Regions from separate parts of the Xenopus tropicalis genome. Here region 2 is linked to region 1. Evidence: chromatin contacts called from public Hi-C data. All regions are on one chromosome and are shown on one strand. Each heading gives the region's core, a stretch centred on a gene start, on an enhancer-like site or on the middle of the called end of the contact. The rest is flanking DNA. Distances are from core to core; before and after follow the strand shown. Region 1 holds the start of prdm1 (PR domain zinc finger protein 1). Region 2 has its middle 67 kb from the start of prdm1.

What was found. A called contact is a pair of places that touch in the nucleus more often than the background predicts.
Region 2: a contact with region 1 is called in a Hi-C map of neurula embryo, with 3 times the contacts expected there. The contact joins the enhancer-like site here to the promoter of prdm1 in region 1. A contact is called at or near these places in 5 of 5 Hi-C or Micro-C datasets (brain, gastrula embryo, liver and 2 more).

What each region holds. Positions count from the first base shown.
Region 1 is chr5:79,519,296-79,527,183 of UCB_Xtro_10.0, reverse strand. prdm1 (PR domain zinc finger protein 1) reads left to right here and starts at 2,761. Exons shown (of 7, transcript XM_002937157.5): 1 at 2,761-2,904. It also overlaps a transcript of atg5 not described here.
Region 2 is chr5:79,587,503-79,595,390 of UCB_Xtro_10.0, reverse strand. No RefSeq gene overlaps it. Among named protein-coding and RNA genes, the nearest start is that of prdm1, 67 kb to the right of the region's middle. Within about 2 kb of position 3,115, at least 4 of the 11 cell types and tissues checked have an H3K27ac peak or open chromatin away from gene starts, as enhancers often do. A contact at or near this core is called in gastrula embryo and neurula embryo, where this site is marked.

The DNA of each region.
Region 1 (7,888 bases), core at 1,512-4,011:
AACAATCTCTATTCAGCAGGAAGACAGAGAACAGTAGTAGAACAGTTGCTGACCATGGAACAGCAAGATAGCTCTCCACACATCTAACTACAGCCAATCCTACTGAACATTCACAGAAGTTTTAGATCCAAATGTAATCAAACCTGCACCAAACTTTCTACCACTTGCTAGTAGTTTGATCCAACCTACTACAGCTGCCGGTAGAGAAGAGACTGGTGTAAAAATAAGAATTCTTATGACTTTACCATGTTGTAAATGCTGTATAATTTCAAGTTGTAACTAACAAATCAAGAATAGTATTAGTCATCTAATTTCAATTCTTTAACACTCACATAGTGGCCAGAATGATAGAATAACATTATTTTGCAACAACTCTGCCTCATATCAGGTCTGTTCTATTCAACAGATATTGTAATGTGTCAAGGAGCACTTGGTCCCTTAAGTAAAGATATGGACTTGACTGTGTGACATTGCATTTAGGGAAATTAACGTTAAAGGCTTGTTTGAGAAACTGTAATTGGATTATTTTAATGAACATAAAAAGAAACAAACTGGAAGAGCAGTCCTTAGCTGCCACCTTTTTGTCATATCTCTACTGGGATTTCCTGGCTGGCTGCCACCTTAAATTTGCTGAATGTTCTTTGGATAACTCAATTATAAGAGCTTTAATATTTGGGTGACTGGAGTAGAACATATGGGCTGCTTTGGCTTGTGCCATGTGGTGTGTTCACTTAATTGAGAAGATTAATAGAGGTGTTCCTTTAATTGAGGACTCAGTAATTAGAGTTCAGTAGAAGTGTGGAGTCTGCTGTCAGTGCGTGTGTATTGGACATGCTCTGCAAGTGACAGCTTTTATAATATAATCCACAAAGAGATGATGTCTGTTAGCAGTACGTCGTCTGATAATAAGCAGAAAGTAACTGAACTCTTGGGGTTATCTGGAGGTATTAAGCAGGTTATCAAGAAAATCATCCATGGAATAAATCATCAGTTGAGAAAATCAAATTTTGCACAGATCAGTTTTCAGGTTCTTGTAAATTAGCTATTAAATGTATTCTTTTGTACAATGCTGTGAAATATGTTGGTGCTAAAGAAAAACATTAATAGTAATAATACTTTTATAGCTCAGCCAAAAGTCAAGAACACATGGAACAAACCTGTGACAAAGGGGCATACCACTCACATACCAGTCTGCAAACTGAGAATAATCACATATATAATACCTCACGAATACTATTATGGAAATAGTATAATAACTCATTTTATTGGTACTAAGTAGCTGAAAGAAAATACGCTCATTGCACAACTTACAGCTATATTGTGCTCATGAAATTTTTATTTTATCAATGCTGTAATGCATTTTCGTCAACTTTCTTCTTTGACTACAATGCAATGATGAGCTAATTTTAAATTAAATTCTGCTGACAAAAATAAAACACATGCTCTGCATTTAGTGGGAAAAAAGAGAAAAATATTAGGAATCTGATAACTTCCAAAAGTATAAAAGCAATAAAATGTATTATTGTATGTATATGTTCAATAGCACAGTCAGTACAGTACAACTGTGTTTAACAGAAAGTGTTCCAGACTGAGAGACACTGCAACACATACCATGAATGGTGATTATTAATCAAAGAATTCATTTACATATAAATGACTGAGCTGGTACAAAAATGCAAATACATTGATTTACCATATAACTGTCAGGTTATAAAGAAGTACAAAGCTTTGCCTACATTGTAGGAGATAACTAGAATGCCAACAGGTGGCACACCGCTCATTTGGCAAAATAGTATAATACTGCTGCCACTGAAAGTCTTAACATTTTAAAATGTTTTAATTAGCAAAATTAGGAAATTTGAATAACATACAGTTTATGACTTGGAGAACTTATAATAAGGAGATTAATTATTAAGTGTGTGTAAAGTATATTCTAATCTTTTTTTAGTTTTTCCTTCTAAAAATTACTGATCCTAGAATTTATATTCTTTCTCCTACACAAGCATAATCAATTAAGTTGGAATGAAATCATTTCCAAATATATATCTTAAGACATTTGATTGATTCGATTTGTTCTATTAATTCTATTCTTTATGAAATACATGCTTTTTCCAATAAGATTTCTTATGTTCTAAGGATCACACATTCAAGCCCCTGCTTAACTGAAATTACTTACAATTTTTAAAAATATTGCAATAGACAGGTTTCTAACTATTTCCAAAATGATCTAAAGCTCTTTTAAGGTTATATGTTGGTTTATTTAATAGGGAAGAACTCTTTTCCTTATTTTGTTGTAATTTTTTAGCATCTCATAGAAAATATTAGCATAAAGTGTATTTGTTAAATGGATTAGGTTGAAAGTTTAGCTATGGCTATCAGATTTCTATTCCACAATTTAAAGAGTGCTCCAGCTCTAAGTAACTGAAATTATTTGTTGATTTTTTCCCCCTGTGTAGACAATTGACCTGCTCTCTCCAACACAAACAAGCCATGTGGCTTATAAAACTCATTCATATTAAGCAGGATTTCTATTGTACGGCTCCCTTTTTGTCTGATTTCACTCAGCCTAAGCAAACTGTCTTACACATCTTAAAACAATTTGGCAATCGGAATTATCAGGCAGGCTTGCCAAAAAGAGTTTGTTTTGTTAATTGCTCTTGTTAAGCCTAATTACTAAATGGGGTGGAGCTGAGGCAAGGGGAGGGAGAAGGGTTGTAGTAAGGGGAAACTTTAAAATCCTTGGTGCAGCCTAGGGAGAAGTCTAGATTTAAAGAGCCATTTGGAGTGTGTGTAAGCAGCAGTAGGTGAATCAGAGCAGACACAAGCTCAGATTGTGCACATGGACTAATACTATGGAATGCTTTTAGTGTTGACTGGATACCTGCTTTATGGAAGTACATCAAGGTAAAAAAAATTGTATTTTAATATTCTACTTTTGCTATTACTAGTACTATTAATACTATTAATAATTTAGGAATTTATTTTATTGCTGTTTGTAACTGTCCATGAATTTTACTGTTGATTGTTTTAAGTTGTTTTTCTATAGACTAATGTTACTCTTAATTTCCTTATAAAAAAAAAACGGAGGGACATTTCTAAGTATTTATATCTATGCTTATGCAGTGATCGATTTAAGCAACCAACCTTAACATTTTTGTATAAACAAACATTGCATTGTGATGGGATTAAAAGCTGAGAGTAATAAGTCCGAAACCTGCCGTGTTCCTGCTTTTTACAACGCTGGGTGCAAGGACTCCCATTGTTTTTCCTTGGCTGAATGAAGATACTGCTCAGTAAAAGTGTTTACTTTCCACCCTTGTTATTTATACTAGTTAATGTACTGTACCAGATAAATCAACTTCCTGAGCTTCATATTTCAACATTGCCCCTTCTAATTTGACACATGGTTTCAGTTTGACACAGTTTTATCAGTAAAGCTCCTGCTGGGTGCTGCCTGCTCCTGCTTTATCACAAAAAAGTGAGTTATCTGAGTTATACTGTTAACAGTCTGACATCCACTGTGCTGAAGATGGATGGCACATACAGTAAGAGGTATACAGTGCTTAACTCCACCAACAAGAGCCCTCCTCACATTGCAGATCAGTGATATTAATAAGAGGCAATAGCCACACATTTAATATTTTCTTGGTCTGACTGTATTAATATTAAATCTGTTGCGCATGTATTTTGTGTGGAAAAACAGAAAGTCTTGGTAAGCAAGTATTATTTAAATTATTAACAAGAGCTGCTAAAAACACTCCTGATGTTAGATCACTTTTTAGAATACATGCATAGGAAAGTTTACTTTTGCTCAAGTAGCAATGTTTTCATTGTCTGGATTATTTTGAGGATGGGGGAATTATTTGTAGCTGCTTCTTGGCAGAATTCGGAAATAATTAAGTCATTGCACAAAATCCCTCTACCAGTTTTCCTTTTTTTTCCGACTATGTCTCAGATGGTGTCACTGTGTGTCTGCCTTGTTCTCTGAGCTTAATGAAAAGTACAGTTTAATCACTGGTGAGCCAAATTGAGCATGATTAGCTGTTATTGCAGATTAGTGTATTGTCTGGTGCTGGGGAATATTGATCTGGATGTGTCTTGTGAGGGGTTGCCCTTGTCTGCTCCAGGCCTAGATACTGTGGTGGGCACAGAAGGGAGGGTGTGACTAGAGTCAGAGAAGCTTCAGGGAAAGATCCAGATGGGCAAGAAGTCTGGCCCTGAAAAGACCATGTCAGGAAGTAGGTCAGGTACTTGTGAGGGGATTATACCAAACACGCATCATCCCCGTGCGGCAGGCGGCAGGGCAAGCAGCATACAATTATGAGGAATTAGAATAGCAAGAAGTAGCGCAGATTTATCAGCTTTAATTGTCTATTGTCAGGACAGGGTCCTTTTTCCAGATCACGACGGCTGCCAACCTCCTAATACCTTTTAATGGACTCTCCATTGTAGGATTATCTGTCTAAGAACAATGTCTTTCTTGAAGACTGGTTGCTTGTTGTCACTACTCCTCAGTGTCCTTTTTTTTCCTTATCTCTTTTGAGTTGCTGCATTTATAGAGGAAGTTTGAAGAGGGCCAGGGAGTTGCACTTCTGTCAGCAACTGTATTCCTTGAGGGGATTGAGAGCTACCTATTGAACATTAACCTTCTTACTCCACCTTCTCTCATTCAGATCCATCAAGAAACAATAGATAGTTTGATAGAATAAGAGATAGCCAAGGACAAACTCTTTTAAAATGCCATTTTATACCTTTATTTTTAAAAGCTTTTCTCACTATTGCATGTTAAATGCTGCAGAGATAGGAATTGGCTATTAAATGAAAAATAAATTCTCCAACTAGACCATCTCATGGATGGTCTGCACATCTTTCTTTTACATTTTAATTCAATTATACACTATGAATATATATAATTCAAATCAAATAACCTAGTTATAATTTATGTAGGTACTTTAATTTTCTACTACTAATTTATAAATAAATACTAGATGGAAATATTGAACATTTGATGTCCATTGGTGTTTAGAAGTGAACCTTTTGCTTCTTTGTCTTAAACCTTAAGAAATAAATCTATTGGAAGACTCTAGTAAAGCTCTATGAACAGAAAACCACAGTTATATAACCAATAATAATAAATATGGGTTGTAAGCTTTTGCAAACAGGGTCACCCAATCGTATTTTTATTTTTTCAAGTCCAGGCTTTGCCCTTTTTCTTTAATATTACTCAAAATTTAAAACCTAATGCTGTTTAACACAAATTAATAGAAATGACTGTACATTATTAAAATGTATGCCAGCACTGTTGTTGCTTGTGTGCATTTTGTCTGCCAGACGGTTAAAGGCATCCAATATTCAGAATTTCGGTTCCCTGCCCTGCTTCTACATTCATTAGATGCAGTTTCAAACAGCCCTGAGAAGGCTTGCATTTGCAAACTTTTCTGTATAAATGCTATTTACCATAAGAAAAGTTGTCCCTTTGCTTTAAGTTTGTTTTGAGTCTTCCGTCTCACTTCTTTTTTCCCCCCATCTCTGTGTTATGAACTGCTAATAGTGAATGAAAAGCTTGGGAGGCATCTGCATCTCAAAGTGTCTTGTTTTTCTTTTCTGTGTAGCTAGAGCCACCTTCAGTACAACTGCATTGTTTCTATGCACTGGGTTGCTGTGAGTCAGCAGCGCTACTTTAACTCTTGCTCACCCTGCTATGAATTGCATTGTTTCACAGCAAGCCTGCAATTGCCAGGGACTTCGTAAAACATTTTTTAAACTGGCTTACTTTTGGCTTAACGCAGCTGTTTGCACAATTTCCGGTAGACTTTGTGCTCTTTGTTGATGAATTTGGACAATTTATTGCCTCCTTTCACAACCCTCTGCAGGCTTAAAAAGCTCACCCTTTTAGATGCTCTACCCCTACCAGTCCTCATGAGAAGAAAAAGGCTCATTTTAGGGCATAGGGATATACCTCCTATTGTGACCCTGCTAACACAAACATACACACTATAGGTTTCTGTGACTCTAAACTACAGCTCCCAGCATGCCCTATAATGCTTAGATTGAAAGCTGTAGTTCAGAAACAGCTGGAGGGATACAAATTAGCTCTTTCTGTGTAGCCAAGGAACTTAGTGTATATGAAATTCTTTGTATGGCAAAAATAACAGCATCTGCGTTGGCTTAGCACATAAAATTTTCATGTATTAATATAAAATATGCATTGTTTTAAAATAAGTTATAGCTACGTGTCCCCTTTGTGCTTTAATTGAACATTTAGTGTAGCCATGCATTAAATAATTCTGTATTTCTTTTCATGAAAAGTTCACAAACCCAGCTAACAAGGGGGAGGTATATACTTCCTCTTTTATTTCATAATTTTTAATCTTGGTTTAAGCTTTCCAACCAATGAAAGTTGCAAGGTATTTGAATACCTTGAAATTTGTCAAGTGTTAGAAGGCTGTGATGAGCCGGCACTAGCCAGAATCCCAGGTAGCCCCACCCTCACTGTGACAGCAGCGTAAGTAAATCACAAGAGCTAATAATAGGAAGAGAAAGGAACCAGTCAGTCTGTTTGGTTTCACATAGACTTCAGTTGTGGCGTAACCCAGAGTCCTCCAGGCAGTCTATCTGTGAGGCAAAAAGCAGAGCACAGAGCACCTGTCTGGCAGTATGAGAGAAAGCAAGCAGGAGGAGAGTCAGTCCAAGGTGTGGAGTCAGCTCCTCTGTGTACTATAATACTACAACCACTGGCAAGACAATGCACTGTGTGTATTTATAAGGGAAGCACCTCCAATGTTGGATTTTTATAGTGAAAATTGTGTGGAAATTGCCTGGTAAGAATTTTTCTCCTTGTGACTTCTTTTCTTTTTCTTTTTTTTCTTTTGTGGTGTCAGCCGAGTAATTTTGTCCTGTTTTCAGTGTATCTGCTTTAAACTTCAAGCTTCTCTTGTGGTGGTTTTGGTTTCTGATCTTTTTTTCTTTATCATTCATGATTGTTTAATGTTTTTTTTTATGTTACTTAGAGTGCAGAGCCCATATACTGTGTAGGCAAATGGAAAACTCAATGTAACACCTTTTTATCTAGAAACCCTGAATATTTAATAGAGATGATTATTAATCAGAACATGATATTTTAATTGTATTGTTGGATTTGGTAGAGGCATGTATAGACAAATCAGTTTATTTGATTTAAATAATACCTTATGGCATAAGGATTAGTGTGTAATGACATGTGGTTATTTTATCCATAGTAATAGAAAAGGTTTTTGCTGAACTGAGACGTACTGAGTAGCTGTGGATCTGCCTGCTCTAGTACTCTGCCAGTGCTGCATGTACTTGTTGAATGTGAAGGAGTTAAGCGAGACCCCTTTCTAGTTATCTAGGAGGGATCCTGGCAGGATGTAGGGATTTTTTTTTTTTAATACCCTCGGCAGGATGAAAAAGAAGACGTCAGAGGACTTAGGTTGTTTTGAAAGTTGTTTGCGAGCTGGAAGCTGGTGGGAAAGTTCAGGCTTCCCCATTCGGAAGAGACAGGCTGAGTTCCGCTCCTTGTAGCATGCAATTTCCATTTTTAGCTTCATTCAGACGTAGACAACGGCTTCTTCCTCTTCCTTTCCTTGTTTGTGACACTTTCCAAGGCACTGATCCCAAAAGACACACAGTGATCTTGCTGCCACAACTTGTAGCATTCTTAGATAGAGAATAGAAGATACAAGAAATCATGCAACAGTTTTCTTAAGGTATCACAGGTAGGTGACAAGGTGGCCCCTGTGTGTAGCAGCTAGGAAGAAAGATGCTATGAAATGCACAGAAAAACTGCATTTTGTTAGTTTTTATGTTTTTTTTTCTTCTTTTTTTTACCTTTTTTTTCCTCCCTTGGATATTACTCTTCTGTATCAGC
Region 2 (7,888 bases), core at 1,866-4,365, 68 kb before region 1:
ACAATGGTAACCAAGAGCCTGGCCGATTTAAGCAGAGCCCAATCACGCTGCCAGTCAGATAAGTGTTACAGAAATACAAGCAGGATCATCAAAATTGAATGTGCTAATGGCTGCTAATCCTAATGAGGGAAATCACACCTTCTGTTTTGCCGCTGCCCATGTCACTTCATCTCTGCCCCACCGCACAATAACTAATTGATTTCTTTGTATCTTCATCTCATCAGGTTACTGGTGCCGCTTACTGGTGCGCCCATATTTCTTCTAATTCCCTATAGATTCTTGTCTTTTGTTACTTTTTAGGTTGTTGTACTTATCAGCTGGAAACACTGTTGTTTCTAGGTGAATCCAATCTTAAATTATTCGCTAGTTTCCTTCACACTGGGGCATTTTTCGGGCAGGCAGAGCAATTCCTTATGGTGCCCAGTTGTGCAGCTACTGTATGGAGTACTAATAGGCTGCACTGAGCAGTATCCCATAGTAATAACCATAGTAATAACATCAGCACAGGTCTAACTCCTTCCAACAAGAAGGCACTGAGTGCCAATCACCCTTTAGCTTGGCTCAGCCTGATAGCGCCATCCATCTCTGTATAACAGGGTGTAGGTTATTCCCTTGAATCCATAATGTTGGACCACATGTGAACTTTACATTCGTTTTTATGTTTAGCAACACTAACCCAGTTTTGTTTGATGAATTGGGCTTTTAGACCTTGCTGTAATGGAGTGCTACATCTGCTGTGGATTAGAATAGATAGCCATGGAGATAGATATAGAGGGATCGAGAGAGAGATAAAATAATAAGAGCAATGAGAGATTAAAATATATATAATATAGTAATTAGACAGAAAATTGATAGGTAGCCCAGATGTCTTTATGTGTGAAACACTGTTTTTTTAAACTGTAAATGTTAAAATATTAATTGTATTTGTATTAAATTGTTTGTGAAACCTGTTTTCCTATTGCTAATATAATGGGGTCTGCGTATGAAATAACGTTTTATCTCTACATAAACGTATCTGGTGCTCATTATATTGTAGGGATCGCCAATATATCTGTAAGTCTTGTGATGTCTTTGGTTTCCATAAATTAATCTTGTACATGTAAAAAAGAGGCATTGTTAATCTGTAACCTGACACTGCACACTAACACTAATGTAATATTGTGCCAACTAGCCAATTTATAAAGCTAACAATTTTGAGTGAAAGTTTGATTTTACACTTGCAGCTTTCCATTATTTCCACTGAGAAACCATGGACAGTCGCAGGATGTTGATATTTATTTTGTAACTATAAAACGACCCGCAGTGACTGTGTAATGATTTAGCGTCTTATACTAAATGATTTCGTTTAAATGAAAACAGTAGATTTGATAATCGCCTAAATATTGCACATTTTCTAAGAGAGATGTGAAAAAGACTGAACTGGAATAGATAGGACATTAAAGTCCATGACCTAATATTTCGCCAATCAATATTTTTAAAAGGTTACGGGCAATTTGTTTATGCTATTCAGAAATAAATTATTAAGGCACAAAATGTACATTAGGAAAGGTAAATATATGCTCAACGTGTGTGTATTGGGGAGGGGGGCTGTAAATCAAACCCATGGAATTGCGTGTTGTTGGGGGGGGTTAAATTCCAAGGCAGCATAATACACACCTTAAGAAAGGGTTAAAATCCTAATCTGAGAGACGATCAGAACTAGCCCAATTGTACAAATTACTCACTCCCCCACTTCCGTTTATAAAGGGAAAAGTTTGTGTTCCACAGGGGGCCGATTTATTAAAATCACATGTACAAGATTGCTGTGCGCCGCCGCTATCTCTGTAAATGCCAAACACATTAGTCACAGAAGTATACTTAGTAAATTCGACTGATCACTGAGGCAGCTTGTAGTCAGGCAGAAAAGCACAAGAGTTTCTGTGATTTTTTTAAGAATATATTTGTCATTAAAATTAAGTTGAGGTTAAGGACCATCTTCACCAAAACTGTGGTGTAAATGATGTCATTCTAAGAAGCGTTCCAATATACATCCATCTGTAATGTCAATGAATGTTAAAGTTATGTGTGAATATAACTGCTATTGAAGCAAATATCTGTTTATACCTTTCTGTTCTCTGCTTCAAACTGTTGAAACGATATAACAGAAGCCATTTCTGCTCAAAGTTTCCTCGGCATTGTTTCAGAAGTCAGAACCAGGAGTGCAGACAACTATAAAACCAAATGAAATAATTCACCAAGGCATCATTGAAAGTGGTTTAAAATTGCATATCTTTCATTAATAAGCAGTTTTTCGATGTAGTTCTTCTTTAACGGAAGAGTGTCCGGTTTCTATGTTGTCTTACTAACTAAAGTTATATCACTGATTATTTATTTGCCTCTCATTTAATAAAAACGCATTATCGCAAAATTCGGCAGGTATGTTATTTTTACATATATACTAGTCATCTTTTTTATTATGGAATTTGGTAGGTTGACATTTCTTCATCTGCTGATTGTACCATTTGCATTTGTTTATTACATTTTTCTTACATTTTCGTTAAAACATAAGGACATAAAGGACCAGTAGCTGCTGCCATGTTGCTTTCTCACGCTATGCCATTGTACACCCTGCTGCCTGTATGCACATCGGGTTGGGGAATATTTGCTCCAGTACAAAACCTTCAAACACCTGGAGTTGCTTAGATGTCTCGCTTCACTGATGCCCTTTAATCATTATATACCTCGATAATTTTGTATATATTTTTGTGATCTATTGAACACTATATTTAACAGAGGTGTAAAGAGATAACACACCACACATTTTATCCGGTCACATCAAAACGATATGGCATAATGAATTTCTTTACCCCTAGACTTAGTCACATTTATGGGGAACACCATTCGCATGATGATATCAAAGCTCATGGGCAGTATATTATGGAATGGCATAAAGGGAGTTTTTCTTTCTTTTGGCACAGTTTGTCCTTTATTATTCCTAAAAGTGAAAGATCCGTTTGTTGCAGGCTCCCAGGTATAACCCTCCTTTCTCTTTCAGCATCTCTACACCACACCCAAGGCTTTGTTCTACCCCACGGCTTTACCCACCCTTATCAGATGAAAGGCTCAGGGACATTCTTGCATGACAATGCCTCTTAGTTTGCCCAAGTGCTTCTGGCCCACTAAACTGTGTGTTGTACTGAGCTGTAGCAGCCACCATTAAATCTACCTGGATCTGCAAACAGTGCCCAGAATTGCTCTTTCAAAGCAAAACAAAACAACAACACTGCATTAAATGGAAAAGTATAGGCCTCCAGCCTTATGCATACAGTGCAAGTGTTAATCTGGTGGCTGGGGGTGGGATAATGAACTAACGCTATGAAACAATTACAGCCCTAGGTAAGGCAGCTTTGCATAGAATGTGACAAGTCAGTGCAATTAATCATCCCACCTAAAGAAAGTGGAGAGCTCAGCAAATAGGTTCATGTGCAATTAGGAGATATTTCTTCCAACTTCCTGTCCATCACTAAAATCTGGCATCTCTCCCCCAATTACTTAAAAAATATTAGGAGGGAGTCATTTCCGATAATTATGCAGGTATAAAGATGTGTTTACCACTTTACACTAAATTCGTTATTTAATACAGCGGTATGGCCCTAATTCAGTATTATCACTGCTGCATCGATTTGTGTTTCGCTTAAACGAATTGTTTTAAATACAGTACCATGTTGCACGAATATTGATATGGGGACATCTCAATCTGTTGTCAGTTAATTCATTCGAATGTATTCCAGGCCAGCTTTATAGGGTGGAATGGTAAAGGATTCCATGCCATTAAACGAAAACCATTCACTCCAGAATATAGAGTTAAGTTATACATAAATGAAGTCCCATATCGTAAATACAGAATACATTTACAAAGTTAAACGAACGAATGTAGCCCAAATACATGAACATATTAAGCATATGAAACGAAATTTGCCTTAAACATTGCAATATATATGTTTCCCACTGGCAAGGGCAGAAAATGAAAGGTCATTTGCCAGTGCTGAAAGCTAGTGATCTGCTGGCCCTTTTCAGCAGCTAATTAGCAGGGCTTAGACTCAGTAAAAGTCCTGTGGGTGCCAGCCCCTGGGTGACCTGTCTGATTAATGGATGAGAAAGGGGGCTGTTGTGAGATGTGGTTATCGGGTAACCTTTGTTACCTGAGGGGCTTGGCCATCATTTCTCAGAATCATTAGTTATCACACACACAAGCACATTGTTCTGCCGGAGAGGCCCAAGAGAGAGGGAGAGAGAGACATTCATATGCAGGCAAGGGGGAACAATGGGGCCCAGCTATGGGGCTGGATTGCTGTAGGTAGAACGACATCGATTATTAGGGAGGGGCTTGTCCGATATGCGATCCTCCTTCTGTTACAGAGTACCTAGGCAGAGTAGGCATGTGGGACTCAGGTACCAGCAGCTGGAGGGCCACCACATTTTTTTTGGTCTTCTGTAAACCAAATAATAGTTGCGCACGATCTCTATTAGGATCCCGTGCCTAAAAGCCTCCAGTTACACTGTAATTGCCCCAGATTGTAACCCCCTGTCTATCACACGCCACAATACTATCTGATTTCATGGCCCCAAGCTCACACCCTGCAAGTCGGGCAACTTCACCCCAGGGCACGTCACGTGATTGCCCTTGCTCACCTGATCCTCTCCCTTATGTTGTACAAGCGGCGGCAGCGGCAGCAGCCAGGGAAACTCAATAGGAAAAGCGATCAGTGGCAGCAGCAGCCTGCGCCTCATGCACTATTCATTCGCGATACAGACACCGATCTGCCAGGCCTAATGAAGAGCAGAGCCCAGGAGATACGTTAACACCTTCCCTGTGTTCCCAGGCTCTGTGCTTGACACCTCACTTGCATTAATATTAATGGACTACTTTGTGGCAGGTGAATGTATAGCCACTGTATCAATTTCTCCTCACCTTCCCGAGAGAGATGAAGAGAGTATCCATTAACCCTTTCACTGCTGGAACTTGCTGGGAAACATGCGGGGAATCAAAGGTTCCCTTTCTTTGTCATAGAAGGTGTCCATTCTAAGTCAGACGAATTCAAGGTCCCCTTTAATTCCACTAACAAATGTAGGTGATTCCAAACAGTATATAAGTACACAAGTTTATACCAACTGGTGCCAGCGATCCTTATATATATATATATATATATAGCAATTAGCTCTACTCTTCTTCATGAGTAAAATAAACACTAAGTAACCAAGAACCAGACTGAACTAAAATACTTAAACAAAGACACATACATAATAATAATTGATAAATAGTGCCAGGTCCTAGTAGCACCAATTGACTTGGTACCATCCCAGGCAGCTTGGCCAATACCATTCCCCCTGGCAGTGTATTTGGGGAGGGTGTGTCCCCCTCACACCTATTGCCTATTTGGCCCTACAATTTCCTAAAGTGCTCTCTTATTTGAGGTAGCAGAATTCCAAGTTCCCACTAACCTGTCTTTATCTGCTACATCAAAGTACTAATGTAGGGCGAGGCCATGGTGTGAGACTCACAGTCATACCGATCATTGCCTTTTTCTTTGGAAACAGGGAATTTTATGTTCTGACCAAATCTATCACTTCCCTTTGATGCCTTTGAAGAGTCAGCCTGAAAATCTACCTGCTTGCAAAACAGTAAAATAGCCAAATAGCACGGGAATTTGTTATTACCTATAGGAATCTAAATGATGTGACCTGCCAACGACCGATCTCAGCGTCCGACCCTTTATTATATTATATTGACCTTGATCGCTTGTATTAGAATAATGATTTAAATAAAATTGCACATAGACACACAAACATGAACCAAATAACTGGTATATTTGATTGTTTAAATTCATAAATGTTTTCACTACTCCCCTATTCCACAGCAATATGGGGCAAATTTCCTAAAAGCCAGGAGAGACAAATCTCTATCAGTTGAATGTGTTCTGCTGACAAATGAAGAATGAACAATCAGTTTGCCCTAGTTTTGCCACGGTGGCTATCCCTAATGGCCATAATGTTGTACAACAAAGTCAGACCAATGTCGATCCAAATAGACAACCCATACACACAAATATGTTCTAGCATGTCGGTGATCGGGAGATAGAAAGTTCTACTAAATTCACTTTTATCTTGAACTAGCTAACAGCTTTATATCTATTCTGTTATTATCCCACTGCCTGTCAGGTCTGTGTCTCAATGTATAGTTATGGATTTTACCATGAACTACTATCATCTATCTATCTATCATTTATCTATCTATCTATCTATCTATCATCTATCTATCTATCTATCTATCTATCTATCTATCATCATCTATCTATCTATCTATCTATCTATCTATCTATCATCATCATCATCATCTATCCATATTAGCGGATCGAAATACAGTAGATATTGGTAAAATAAAATAAAATTGGTGAAAAACCATATATATATATTCTTGTGGAAACGAGTATAATGTATATTCTGGTTTCACACTAACAGAAATGACAGTATACACTGCAATATACACTGCAATATACATTTAAGGCTTCCCGGCTCAGTGGGGACACATTACAGCACATTACACACAGTTACACACAGTCATACACTACACACAGTCCCTCACTTTTCCTGAGCCGCATTTCCAGTAAATAAACAGCGCACAGGGGGACCCAGATAATTGTTTTATCCCGACAAGGAGCTTTGATGGAAGTGTAAAGCAGCGAGCGGTACCTCTGGGGCTAAATGGCATCACGCTGAAACACTGATACAATTAAAGGGACTGGTTATTTTAACCTGTTGCGCTTCCCAGTGGGGGCCCAGCCTTGCCATAGTGATGCACCTTGGCCATTACCTTATGAAATGATCTCTCCTGCTCCACACTTTTCAACTCTTTCCCCTATTATGTGAGTGGAGACAGTTAGTCTGTAACAGGCAATGGCTGGGAGGGTCAAGTCTGGATTTATATTAGAATATAAGGCATTTGTGGATGCTAACAGGTAAATGGTTCGCATCTGCAGGGTATGCAAGGAGATACCAGCTGACCAGGGGCCTTTCTTGCTACTGAGCCTGTGTTCTGGAAATGTTTGTTCTCTGTTTTTTTTACAAGCTGAACAACGGTACTAAAGTATTTGAATGCACTTGTAGCCAGGAATCAGCAGGGCTGCCATCAGAAAATTTGGGGCCCACACAAGTTATTTATATGGGGTCCCATGAACACATGCCCATAGTACCAACATTTTGGCCATGGGGTCATTTATCATGGGGCCCAGCACAACAGTACCCCCTCTCCTCCACTGATAGGGGCCCTGGGAACTAGTTATCTGCCGCAGCCTTCATTTTTTTCTCACTAGTAGTGTTTAAATAAAATGTTTTCATTTTTCTGGACAGTGAGGCAGTGAGTGCTTTCTATATACAGTGGATGCATTTTTTGGGTTAGGACCCGGCTATTGCCTTTGGACTGGTGAGTGCCGATACTTGCAATCTTATATATATATAGTTACATAGTTACATAGTTACATAGTTACATAGGGTTGAAAAAAGACCTGTGTCCATCAAGTTCAACCCATCCAAGTAAACCCAGCACACCTAACCCACACCTACCAATCTATACACTCACATACATAAACTATAAATACAACCACTAGTACTAACTGTAGATATTAGTATCACAATAGCCTTGGATATTCTGATTGATCAAGAACTCATCCAGGCCCCTCTTAAAGGCATTAACAGAATCTGCCATTACCACATCACTAGGAAGGGCATTCCACAACCTCACTGCCCTCACCGTGAAAAACCACCTACGCTGCTTCAAATGGAAGCTCCTTTCCTCTAATCTAAAGGGGTGACCTCTGGTGCGTTGATTGTTTTTATGGGAAAAAAGAACATC